Regions from separate parts of the Anas platyrhynchos genome. Here region 1 is linked to region 2. The links are chromatin contacts, called in public Hi-C maps. All regions are on one chromosome and are shown on one strand. Each heading gives the region's core, a stretch centred on a gene start, on an enhancer-like site or on the middle of the called end of the contact. The rest is flanking DNA. Distances are from core to core; before and after follow the strand shown. Region 1 overlaps LOC106017615 (a long non-coding RNA gene). Region 2 holds the start of MAPK1 (mitogen-activated protein kinase 1).

Region 1 (5,812 bases), core at 433-2,932, 42 kb before region 2:
TACAGTGTCACAGCTCCTGCTTTGAGAAACAGTTTGATCCATCTTAAGTGGAACAGTTTCCAGAGAAATGTTTCCACATGGTAAGTATTTGCTTCTTAATTAATCTAAATCCCTTAAAAAGAATCAGGCTCTCAAGGACTGTATGTCACAGCTGCAGAGAAGCATATTTAGAGGGAAGAATAAGGTGAAGAATTAGGTGAAGAGCAGTTGAAAGCTAAGGAACAGGAACGTTGGCATATCCAGTCATTCAAAGACACAAGCAACACTGAAAGGTCATTTCTTTCTCTCTACTTTAAATGACTGATGTAAAAGGAAAGCAATATTCTTAATTACTTAATAAAAACATGAAGGGAAGCTATAGTCTAAAATAAATGCATTAATACAGTCACTTTCAACAGAATATGGCTGGCAGTGTCTTAAGTCTGGCCCAAAGTATTGGATATCCACATCTTGAAATTACTTGTTCTTTGCTCATATACTTAGTGCTATTTAAATTCTGAATATAGCTAACAGTATTAGACAGCATCACATTGTGTTTTTTGGCTCACCAGAGTTGCAACTCTTTTCTGCTTTTCCCCTCCTGAGCAGTTCCAAAACAACTCCAAACTACATGCTGTGCAAGTGCTGCATGATTGCCACTAGAGCTCTGTTGCCCATTCCTTCAAATAGCTGTGCTTGCACTGCAGAGCATTAGCACAATTATTTTTTCAAAATGAATGCACCAAACATTTTCTAAACCTTAATTTTGCTAAAAAATTTTTTTTTCAAATTAATACACTCAATGACCATCACCACAATACACAAGGAAGGCAAAACCCTTCTTGATATATCTCTCTGTCAAGTCCATTGTACAAAACAAAGCCTGCATAGCCAAAGGTACTAAGAACCTTGGCTAGTACCATCTCACAAGGAAGCATCATTTTACCTTAAAAGAAAATCATCTATTGACTGTCCTCAGAGGAAAATAATAATAATTGATTACAAAATCAAAGCTGGAGTGAATACTGCTTCCAGGTGAATGCAAATAGTGGCAGAGAGGAAAATCTAATTACTCACAGACAAAGAAACAGCATTCAGTCTGCACTGACAGGAAAAGAAAAAAAAAAAAAAAAAAGAAAAAAAAAATGAAGCAATAAGGAAATGGAAGAGAAAACTGCAGGGGATGATTCCATAGGGATGCTGTGATGGAAGGAACAGCATCAAGGACCATGTATTTCAAAGAGCTGATCCCTCTGCTTCCCCTTCCAACTCAGGTATACCTTTCTAAAAAGGCCTATTTCCCTGGTAAGGTTTAGAAAGACACTTTTTACCTGGATATGTAAAAGACAACTGACTGCAGCCTCAGGTATTTGGGAACAGCAAATCTCTTACCTCTGCAGCACCCCAGGAAATTCAGCCATTTTAATGTTTTCTTAAAGCATGCTGTAGGATTGACTAAGGGATGCATCCATCCCCCAAAGAAATGGCACAAAAATCCTTAAATATTATCTACTGCTGTACTAAGAACAGGCCATCCACAACACATGCATACAGGAAGGCAAATTGCTTGGAAATACTTAACATCTGACTGCTGATTAGATCACCTCAGGACTGCTTTCTAGAAGGGGATATTGTTTATAAACACATCCCCATCAGCTCCTAGCAGTGCCTGCCATACCTTTCCTCCTTCCTGCACACCTCTGGACCCAGCCACCCAGCACTTGGTGCTCTATTTCTGACTGTTGCATACCAACCATGAACAAAATGCAGCAGGGGAGCGTATCTTTTATGTTTTTAACTAAAGCATAGCACTTTGTCTTCTCTACACAGCTCAGAATGCTACCACTTCTTCCACCAGTCTCTCAGTTAGATAGGAAGAGAGTCCTTTACTGGAGCTGATAAGCTCCAAGGACAAAACCCTACAACAGCAAGTTTCCTATCTGCTTCCAACCATAAATAATTTTGTTTTCCACTTGCTTTGTGAATTATTAGAGATATTTACCTAAAATGTATTATTGCTCCACTGACAATCAGTTTGACATAAGTGTTGATTTACTGTCTTCTAGAAAATTATGTTGCAAAGTCACTGTGTAGAAATAATTGCTGTCATGCCATAGTTTCCTGGAACTTGTTACTAGAACCAGACTGCTTTAAGTGCAATGTGCAGGTCCTTCAGGAAAGTGCAGTTAAGATTTAGAGCTAAGGTAACATCACACGTTTACAGAGCAGCACCACAAATAACTTGACCATGTGTTTACAGTAATTTTATTTACAAGTTACCACATGACACCTGTAGTACTACAGTTTTTGTAACACCATTAGCAGTAAAATAAGTCACATCTAAAGAGTAGGAGACAGCAGAGAAAAATGTGCACACAATGCAGAAAAGCTATTCAGTTATGACTGAAAGTAGGTATTTTTCTACAGACTCTGAAAGCAAGGAGGAATATACGTGTTGAAAAGAGCAAGTTCTTCACCCCTGTTATTTCTACTTTTTTTTTTTTTTTTTTTTTTTTTTTTTTACAGTGATACTTCAGTATGATGAGTACTACACACTAGTACTCAGATGCAAGTGGTGGGGAGATAACTATCTTAATACCTTGTCCTTTTGAGCACCCAGAAAGGAAAAGCAAACCTTCCCTCTTTTAAAGGAAAGTTATCCAGGGCAGATTTACTTGCAGAGCCAGTAGTGCAAAATCGCTACTGAGGGGTGAGGAGGGACAGAACTTAAGACTAGAGAGTTCCCATGCATTGCATATTGCCTGAGTTCTCATCTGGTCTGGAGTTAAGTAGTTGGTGAGCAAAACCAGTTGCAGCATTCCACAAGTCTTTTTACAGTGCCATGATCTAATAAGGCTGAGCGTAGCTTAGCAGAATCCCAAAATCGAGCAGAGAAAAAAGCCCTTCTGCTGTTTTATAATCCTTGGCTCTAACGATGCTGGTGTTGAGCCTGGGCCTTTCTCAAGAGGAAAAACGTGGAGGAGCATTTCTGAAGAAACTCTCTAGTTCTAGATGTATTCTGATGATAAGAAAATAACCTTATTGCAGCATCAGATGCAACCCTTTTCTGCTTCAAAGTACAGCAGCAGCTTCCAGAAAGCAAACATGGTATTCAGAATGCATCCTGCCCTGCCCCCCTTACCCCCCCCCCCCCAAAAAAAAAGGAAAAAAAAAGGAAAAACACACACACAAAAAAAAGCAAAACAAAAAAACAACTATCTTTAATAGCCTCGTGCAACTGTCAATGCACAAAATCCATGCTAGTGGCAACTGCTGGAAAAACAATGAAATAAAAGCTGCACAGTAATAATTATTTCCACTACTAACTACACACAGGATATATTGCTTTTGGTACAATGCCATTTATTGTCACAAGAAGAAAACCAGTGATTACGCTGGGCACACATGAATTATGCAGACCTTTGCCATGCTGGAATAACAGCATATTATAGTTAGAGAAATGTCATCAAGTCAGCTGTAAAAACAGCTTAATACAGTTCTCCCAGCATACCAAACCACCCTCAAAAACAAGTTTATAAATTAAGCTTAAGCTACAAAAGAATACTTAAGAAATGACCATTTGTTTTTTCTTTAATCCCCACCTTTGTCCTGAGGACCGCATATACACTGCACATGAGAGCAAACAGAATTAAACACAGCTACAGTGACACCAACAACGTTCATATACATACTTTTGAGTGTGTGAACTGGCCTGCAGAAGTTTGTTCCCCCCACATTTGAAGCCTACCTATTCAATGAACCTGTAAAAGTGTATACAAGAACTAGCAAAGCTTAAAAAAAAAAACAACACGTTAAAAAATCTGTTTTGAACTTGAGTCTCAGATGTGTCAACTAAAAGCTAGAATATTTGTGAGTTTTAACACTTCTAGGAATATAGAAAGGTTTTTTTTAGCCAAAATTTTATCTCAAGTGCTAGCTATTGAGACTAAAGGTGAGCTAGGAGAAAGGCTTGACTAAAAAACCTTCCCCTGAATTGTTCCACTCACTTGTGATATGATCAATTCACTAAGTCTCAAGCCAAAATTCTGAACATTCAGCATTTTTGCATTTTCAGTTTTAAGGCAGAAAAACATCTTCGGAAGAAGCCATTTAGTTTTAGATATAAGAACAAAAGTAGAAGGTACATCTTAAGTCTTTTTCAGTAATAGCTTATTATTATTATTATTATTATTTTAAGTATGCTATTCCCTTACAGCTTTGGGTTTTACTATTTTGAAATAGAAGTGTGAAAGAACGCATCCTATTAGAGAGACTGAAACAGTTTTCCATTGTTATTTCTGGGTTGTGTGTTCAAGTTTGGCATTAAAATTGTAAGGTGGAATTAACACATTACTGTACTGTGCAACACCTTCGCTGGTGCTACCCCAGGCATTACAGTGACTGCAGGAGGGGAACTGCATTGTGCTGTGCAAGTTTTTTCCCTAAAGCCAGTGGTTGGAGCGTTACCAACAGGCCAGAAGTCAGCTGCCCGTACCCAGGGTCCAGCTCCATGAAGCACAGCTGGGTCTGTGGCTCAGCTTTACAGAAAAGAAAAAAAAAAAAACAAACAAATGTGGAGTTGTGAGACTGTACGTGAACTACAGACAGCAAAAGAAAAAAGAACAGAAGTCGTAGCAGTTGAAGTACTTGGGAGAAAAATGCCATCATGGAACCTATAAACCCTGAGGAAGAGAAGCATTGCTGGAAGACAGTAAAAACTCAGCAAGATTAAAGGTCAGCTCAGTCCAAGCAGCAATGGAAGGAAACAGAGTAGTAGTATTTCACTTGACAAGCTAATACAGTTGTGTGTCATACAAATGAAGACTCACAAGATAAACAAGAGTATTTAACTCAGTGTTTTTAGATGAGAAAATGCTGTAAACCCAACATGCTGTCAAGGTATTTCTTGCTCTTTCCACAGAATCGGAGAAAAAAATTAAGATTCCTTTGACCAGCTTTCCTTCACAAACATAAGCTACTTGTAAGCATGTGTGTTACAACGAAAATGAGAGGCAATTTTAGAAAACTAGCAAGAGGTTTCTAGCATTCACAAGGTATTAAAAAAACTTTGGAGTCAAAAAGGGAAAAATTTGAACCAGAGTCTGTTAAATCTCAGGCTGAAGTTCCTAACAGCAATAAAGAAACCCAGTGGAATGGGGTTTCACATCACATCTTACGTAAATGCATTGTCCCTTTCTGTTCCTTGTATGTTTTTATATTGCCTTCCCAGAAATCAACACAGTTACCAGGTCACACGCTATGCTTTCAACAGGAAGAATCTCAGGAGACCTTCCAGTTTTTATGCTTACCTGTTCAATGGATTTACATCAGTTTAATTAACAAGACTAGTAAAATGTTATCACCAGAACCTCATGAATCCCACAGATTTTTGGAACAACTGAGAATTCCGCTTCACTTTGAATAAAGATGACAGAGAAAAGTAAATTGGTGAAATAGCAAGACATACTGAAAAAATGGACAAAGTTGTGAAAGGGTTGTGAAAGATACCTGAAGTTGTGTGAGTAATTCATAAAATGGAAAGATAAAGGGTTTACAGAACAATTCTCATATCTAACTTCCAAGATTAGCATTCACATGAACACAGCATGAGCAGAGCTACATTTGAACACTGGTCACCTCTTGCACTTGTACGAGTGACTGAATGTAGTTTTGCAGAGTAACCAAAGCCTTCTCAGAAACCAGAGTTCAAGCTGCAGAACTCTTCTGAAGCTGAGTTTCATGTGCGACAGAGCAAGATAACCATCAACAGAAATGGCATGTAGTGATGTTATGAAAGTTTTTAAGTCTCCTACACTTATTTTTTAAGCTTGTC
Region 2 (5,310 bases), core at 640-3,139:
AGCAACTACATGCAGCATCCAAAGCAGACACGATTTATGGGAGTAAGTTTTTAAATAGCAGATAACCTTCTGCAGGTTGGGAGTAAAAACGGTTTCAGTACCAGAGCAACATATGATTTGGAGGGGAAGAAAGTGACCCTGTTTTCCCTCTATCTGCTCACCAGCATAGTGATGCCAAAAAAGGGCATCCACCGCCGTGGTGCTGCTTCTTGCAATCTGTGATCGGTGGTGAAATACTTCAGCTTTCACATGATGCCTGTGTGTTACCGCTTTCTAACACCCCGTTGATACGAACGGGACGGTGCACAGCACGCATATCGAAAGCTCCCGTGTACTTTCCTAAATCAGGCTGCAAGTGTAAACCAGCGCAGTTAGCGCCGAGGTTATCTGCACTGGCTTAGTTGTGCTAGCTCGGGTGATAAAGCACACAATAACAACATTTGCACCACAAGGTTCATCAGCGCAAGTTTTGGACTGGATGTGTTGTTGTGACTTCTAACACTAAACCAAAAATAATTTTTACCCTGTTAACAGCATTTCTGATTAATACCTTGGAGGTTGTTCCCACAGCAGAAAAGTGAAGGCCACGACTCAGAACTTTCTAACAGAGGCTTATCTCTCAGCTAAGCTCGGGCCTAGATGAAAGCTTCCATTCTGAAAGGCAGGATGACTTCATCTCAACAGGCCAGCACAATTCGGCGACTATACACAAAAACCTATAGCTATAAAAATCCGCAACATATAGCTGAAGGCTGTGAAGAGCCTTTGTTGAGAAGTGTACTGGTGTACAAAAAGATTAAACATCAGAGAGAGAAATTAATGCTGATACAGCTTTCATGAAGTCATGGCCCATAAACCTCATTTAGCACCTCAAAAAATGTGCCGAAAGAACAGCAGCAGTGTTGGAACAAAGTTGGTAGAGCAACATCAGAAAAAGTTTTCTGAATTCCTCCAGTAACTGCAGAATTAAGTTTCTTTAACTACTGAGGAGGACGGAACGAGGAACCCGAGGCGAGATCACCGCGCACGCCAGGCATCACCCAGTCAGTAGATACGCTATCTTGCAGCAGCATCGCAGCTCACCCCTGCACATCTAGGCTACTAAAAAAAAAAAAAAAAAGAAAAAAAAAAAAAGGAAAAAACCACCGCCACCATCTCACCGCCGTCCTTCGGAATTTGGCAGCTCACCCCTTTAGCTCCCTAAGGCTGCTCGTTAGCGGGACTCGGCACCAGCTCTGCCGGCACCCTGCAGCCCAGCGGGGCCGAGGCGCGGTGCCACCTGCCCGCACACAATGCCCGGGCGGAGCTCACACCGCGCCCCGACAGGGGCAGCACGCCCAGACCCCATTTTTTTTTGGGGGGGGGCTCAGACTTTTTTTTGGGGCGGGCACACGGCGAGGTGCAGGACCCCAGCAGCACCCCACGGGCCCCTCACGGAGCCGGGCCCCGAAGCGCGGGGCTGGGGCTGGGGCCGGGCCCGGCCGCGCTGAGGCGGGCGGGGAGCGGGGGGGAGGCGGCGGGGCGATGGCGGGGGGGGGGGGGGGGCAGGGCCGCGGGGCTACCCCGGGGCCGCTCCCCGCAGCCAGGGCGGGCCGCGAGGGACGGGAAGGGAACGGAAAGGAAGGGAAGGGAAGGGAAGGAGGCGAAGGGAAGGGAAGGGAAGGGAGGGGAGGGGAGGGGAGGGCTCGGGCGCTGCCCCGCCGGGCCGGGCCGCGCCGCCGGCACTCACCACACCATGCCGTAGGCCCCCTCGCCGATGTAGGAGAGGTTGGTGTAGCGCGGCCCCACGTCGAACACCTGGCCCCGCACCATCTCCGGGCCCCCGGCGTTGGCGGAGCCGCCCGCGGCCGCGGCCCCCGACACCGCCGCCATGTTGTGTCCGCGCCGGGAACCGCGGGCACCGGGCGCGGGGGGGGGACGGGAGGAGGAGGAAGAGAGGCGGGAGGGGGGACGGCAGGCGGCGAGGCGGCGGGGGAGGAGGCGCGGGAGGAGGCGGAGGGCGGCCGGGAGGACGAGAGGCGTCGCCCGCTCCGCAGCAGCGCCCGCCGGGCCCCGGGCCCCGTCAGCGCCGTGCCCGCCGCGGCCGCTCTGAGGAGACGCCGCCGGCCGCGCGCGCGCGCATCGAGCGGGGCGGGGGGGGAGGGGGGGAGGGGGGGGGAGAGGGAGGCGGGGCCTCGAGCAAAGGGGGCGGGGCCTGGAGGCGATGGGGGCGGGGCTGGGTGGGGACGGGGCGGGGCGGGGCGGGGGGGCGGGGCCGGGGACTGCGGTAACCGCAGCCGCTGGGGAGGGGGCGCGGCGGGCGGGTCACGTGGTGGGCGCGGCGGCGCTGCGGGCCGCCCGCCGCCATTAGAGGCGTGAGGGGGCGGCGGGGCAGGAAATGGAGCCCGGCACGGCCCGGCCCGGGGGCAGCGGGGCCGAGCTCGCTGCGGCGCCTCCTGCCCTGGGTTCGCGGCTGTGCAGGCGCTGCTTAGCGCCGTGCTCACACCGAGCTGCGCTCGTTGCTGCCGGCTGCCCGTGCAGGGCGGGGAAGGCGCCGCGACCTCCGCCTGTCTGCTGCCTCACGGCTCGCTTCGCCCCCAGCAGCCTTGCCCCGGGCCGGGAGCTGACAGGAGTTGAGCGCAGAGGTGCTCACTCCTCTGATTTCACGCTGCAGTTCCGTAACCAGCCCGTATTACAGTGATTTTTAAGCCAAAAAGCAGCCCCGATGTGAAACCCCCCAGCTCCTTCATTTAACTAGAGCTGCTCGAGCTGTGCTCTCTCCCGTTCCTTCCAAAATTCCCCCAAATACATACGTTCACGCCTCTTGGTGTGCCTGCACCTACACACACCATCCCCAGGGCCAAACCCTGCCTGAGGAGCCCAGCCCCTGCCCCATCCCCAGGCACCAGCTCTGCATTCCCCACTGACAGCACTCGCCCAGCAGCTGTTAGCTGACGGTCCAGCTCCTCTGAGGTTCTCACAGCTCGTACTTTGTCCTCTTTTTCAACGTTTCTCTCAGCTCTGACACTGCAGTCCCTTTCTGCTGACATTCCTCCCATTGCCATCTCCCACCTCTCTGCCTTCTGGCACCCCTGTGGGTGCAGCCATCGCCCTCCTCCTCCTCCCAGCTGCCAGAAGGCACCTGAGGCATCACCTCCTGACCAAACACTTGCAATTTGCTGTAGCAGGCTCCAGATACTGTACATTCTCCAGATTACAACTTATTAGCATCCCCCAAAGCATCAGGCTCAGTTTGACCAGAAGCCGAGGGAATTCACGGGTTTCATTGTGCAGCTGGTTGGCCATCTGCAGCCCAAGGTCTCCCCTTAACGCAGCCCTGCCCCGCAGGTCAGGGCTTCAGTTTGATAGAGTGAAAGCTGTCAGGGATGGCCAACAAATCTAATAAACTCCTCCGTGTATTTAACAGACATTGAGCTACACAGCTTTTTTGTTGTGTATTTGAGGGGGAGAGTGCTTTCCATTTATTTTTCCTTGCATCCTTTTCACGATGCGTTCTGTACTTTAGAAACCCAGCATTATTTTTCTCAGAAATTTTAGACAGCAGTAAATGTGAATAAATGTTTAAATTTTCTGAAAACAAGTAAAGTAAGATTTAAAAGGTTCTCAACTCCAAAAATGAAATTATGGTTACAGTTCTGATTTCTTACATAAATAAATCTGTCATCAGCAAATGCAAAACAAATGATTATAGGGAATCTAGTTTAAACACAACCTGTCATAGCAAAATTTAATTAAAAACTGGTGTGAATCTACATTATTTTCTACCTTCACAAAGATGCATCAGAACAAAAAGAAAACCACCCAGGCAGGCCAGGAAATTGTGGAAAGACCATCAGCACCTTTGAATGTTGTGTTCAAATATGTTCAAGCCAACTAAACCCAAATAAGCAACCAAAAGGCTATGGTGTACTTTGCCAACAATTTCTCTTGTGACAGAACTTAGCGTACATATTTCAGTTAGCGAGGTAGGCAGGCTGGATAGAAATATTATCAATTGCTTTTCAGCCTATTTAAGTACACTGCCATTACCTGCACTTCAACGTTGGGTCTGGGTCTTTCACTTCAGCAAGGTGACATTAGAGCCTCAATTCTGAAAAGAATGTAAATGTGTTTTACAAAAATTATTAGTTTGACAATCAAAATAATGGGTTATGTTGGTGGGGATAGGTGATACTACAAAATGACAGCAGATAATGAAAAGCAGAGGGTAAAACTGTCTCCATGCCTCAAACAGAAACAAAAACACTGCTAAGAAGAGCTTCTCCAAAGAGAAATGCAGTCCCTTCTGTTTGAAAGCTATATTAGGAAACAGCTAAGCCATACAATAGGTCAGTTTAAATATGCCATGGTTTGGACCATCTCCATCTTCATATCAAGTTCAGGAGTCACATGGATGAGTTCATTCTACAATCAGGGTCCGCAAATTCTCTGTACAGTTATACACATCTACTTTAACTGTTAACTTCACGTTCCGTAAATAGGTCTCTTGAAAAGCAAATGTCATACTAGGAAAGGCCCTAGGTGTCCTGGAAACAGCATGATCAGGTTTAGGCAAAGAACAAACAACACGCAACTGCCCTACAGTGTCATATTCTATTGGGGGTGGAAGGGGGTTCATTTTTTATTTTTTTTTTTAATTAAAGCTGCATCTCCTAAAATCATCACCACTGTGACAGTTGTATTATTTGCGTGGAGATACTGAAGATGCAGCTTTTATAGTATTTGCTGCAGGAGTATGGTATTTGCTTTCAGAGTACCTCAGTATGACCCTGACCTGCCACCCTCATCGTTGAAACAAATTACATACAATTTACATATATAAAACAATTTTTCCCAGCACTAGTTAAGGAGACCTCAAGCCTCTGTGGGGGGGAGAAAAAAAAAAAAAAAAAAAGAGAAATAAGACATGTAAGATGTTTCATAAAGATATATTTTAACTTCTCAGGCACTCAGGAACCATGGTGATGTATGAGACACAAACTTAAATTGCTTAGATATGAGCTCTGATCCACTGGGAACTACCCTAAGATTCATGAAGAGCATCAGATGCTAATAACTTCTAGGCAGTACCTACCTGGGCTTGATTTAACTGGTGACATACAGCCAAAATCCCTTGAGATTAATTTCCATTTAAATATCGGCCATTGCTTTGGCTGTGTGAAGTGACCTTAGCATAAATGAGAATCTCTCTGTAATCTTATGCTGTTGGGAAGTCAAAAGTTTCATGCTCAAAGTGCTGGATAACTTGATGACAAAACAAATTTAATTCTTTTTGTCCTAGTATTTTCTTTTTTCCCCCATTTAGCATTC

The links. Hi-C and Micro-C count contacts between places; a contact is called where the count stands out from the background.
Region 1: a Hi-C map of F5 follicle shows a contact between it and region 2, with 2.7 times the contacts expected there. The contact joins the enhancer-like site here to the promoter of MAPK1 in region 2. A contact is called at or near these places in 2 of 8 Hi-C or Micro-C datasets (F5 follicle and skeletal muscle).

What each region holds. Positions count from the first base shown.
Region 1 is chr16:10,153,156-10,158,967 of IASCAAS_PekinDuck_T2T, reverse strand. The region is part of intron 3 of LOC106017615 (a long non-coding RNA gene); the gene reads left to right. Among named protein-coding and RNA genes, the nearest start is that of YPEL1, 16 kb to the left of the region's middle. Within about 2 kb of position 1,682, at least 3 of the 8 cell types and tissues checked have an H3K27ac peak or open chromatin away from gene starts, as enhancers often do. A contact at or near this core is called in F5 follicle, where this site is marked.
Region 2 is chr16:10,111,391-10,116,700 of IASCAAS_PekinDuck_T2T, reverse strand. It overlaps MAPK1 (mitogen-activated protein kinase 1), which reads right to left and starts at 1,889. Exons shown (of 8, transcript NM_001310807.3): 1 at 1,730-1,889. The coding sequence starts at 1,872.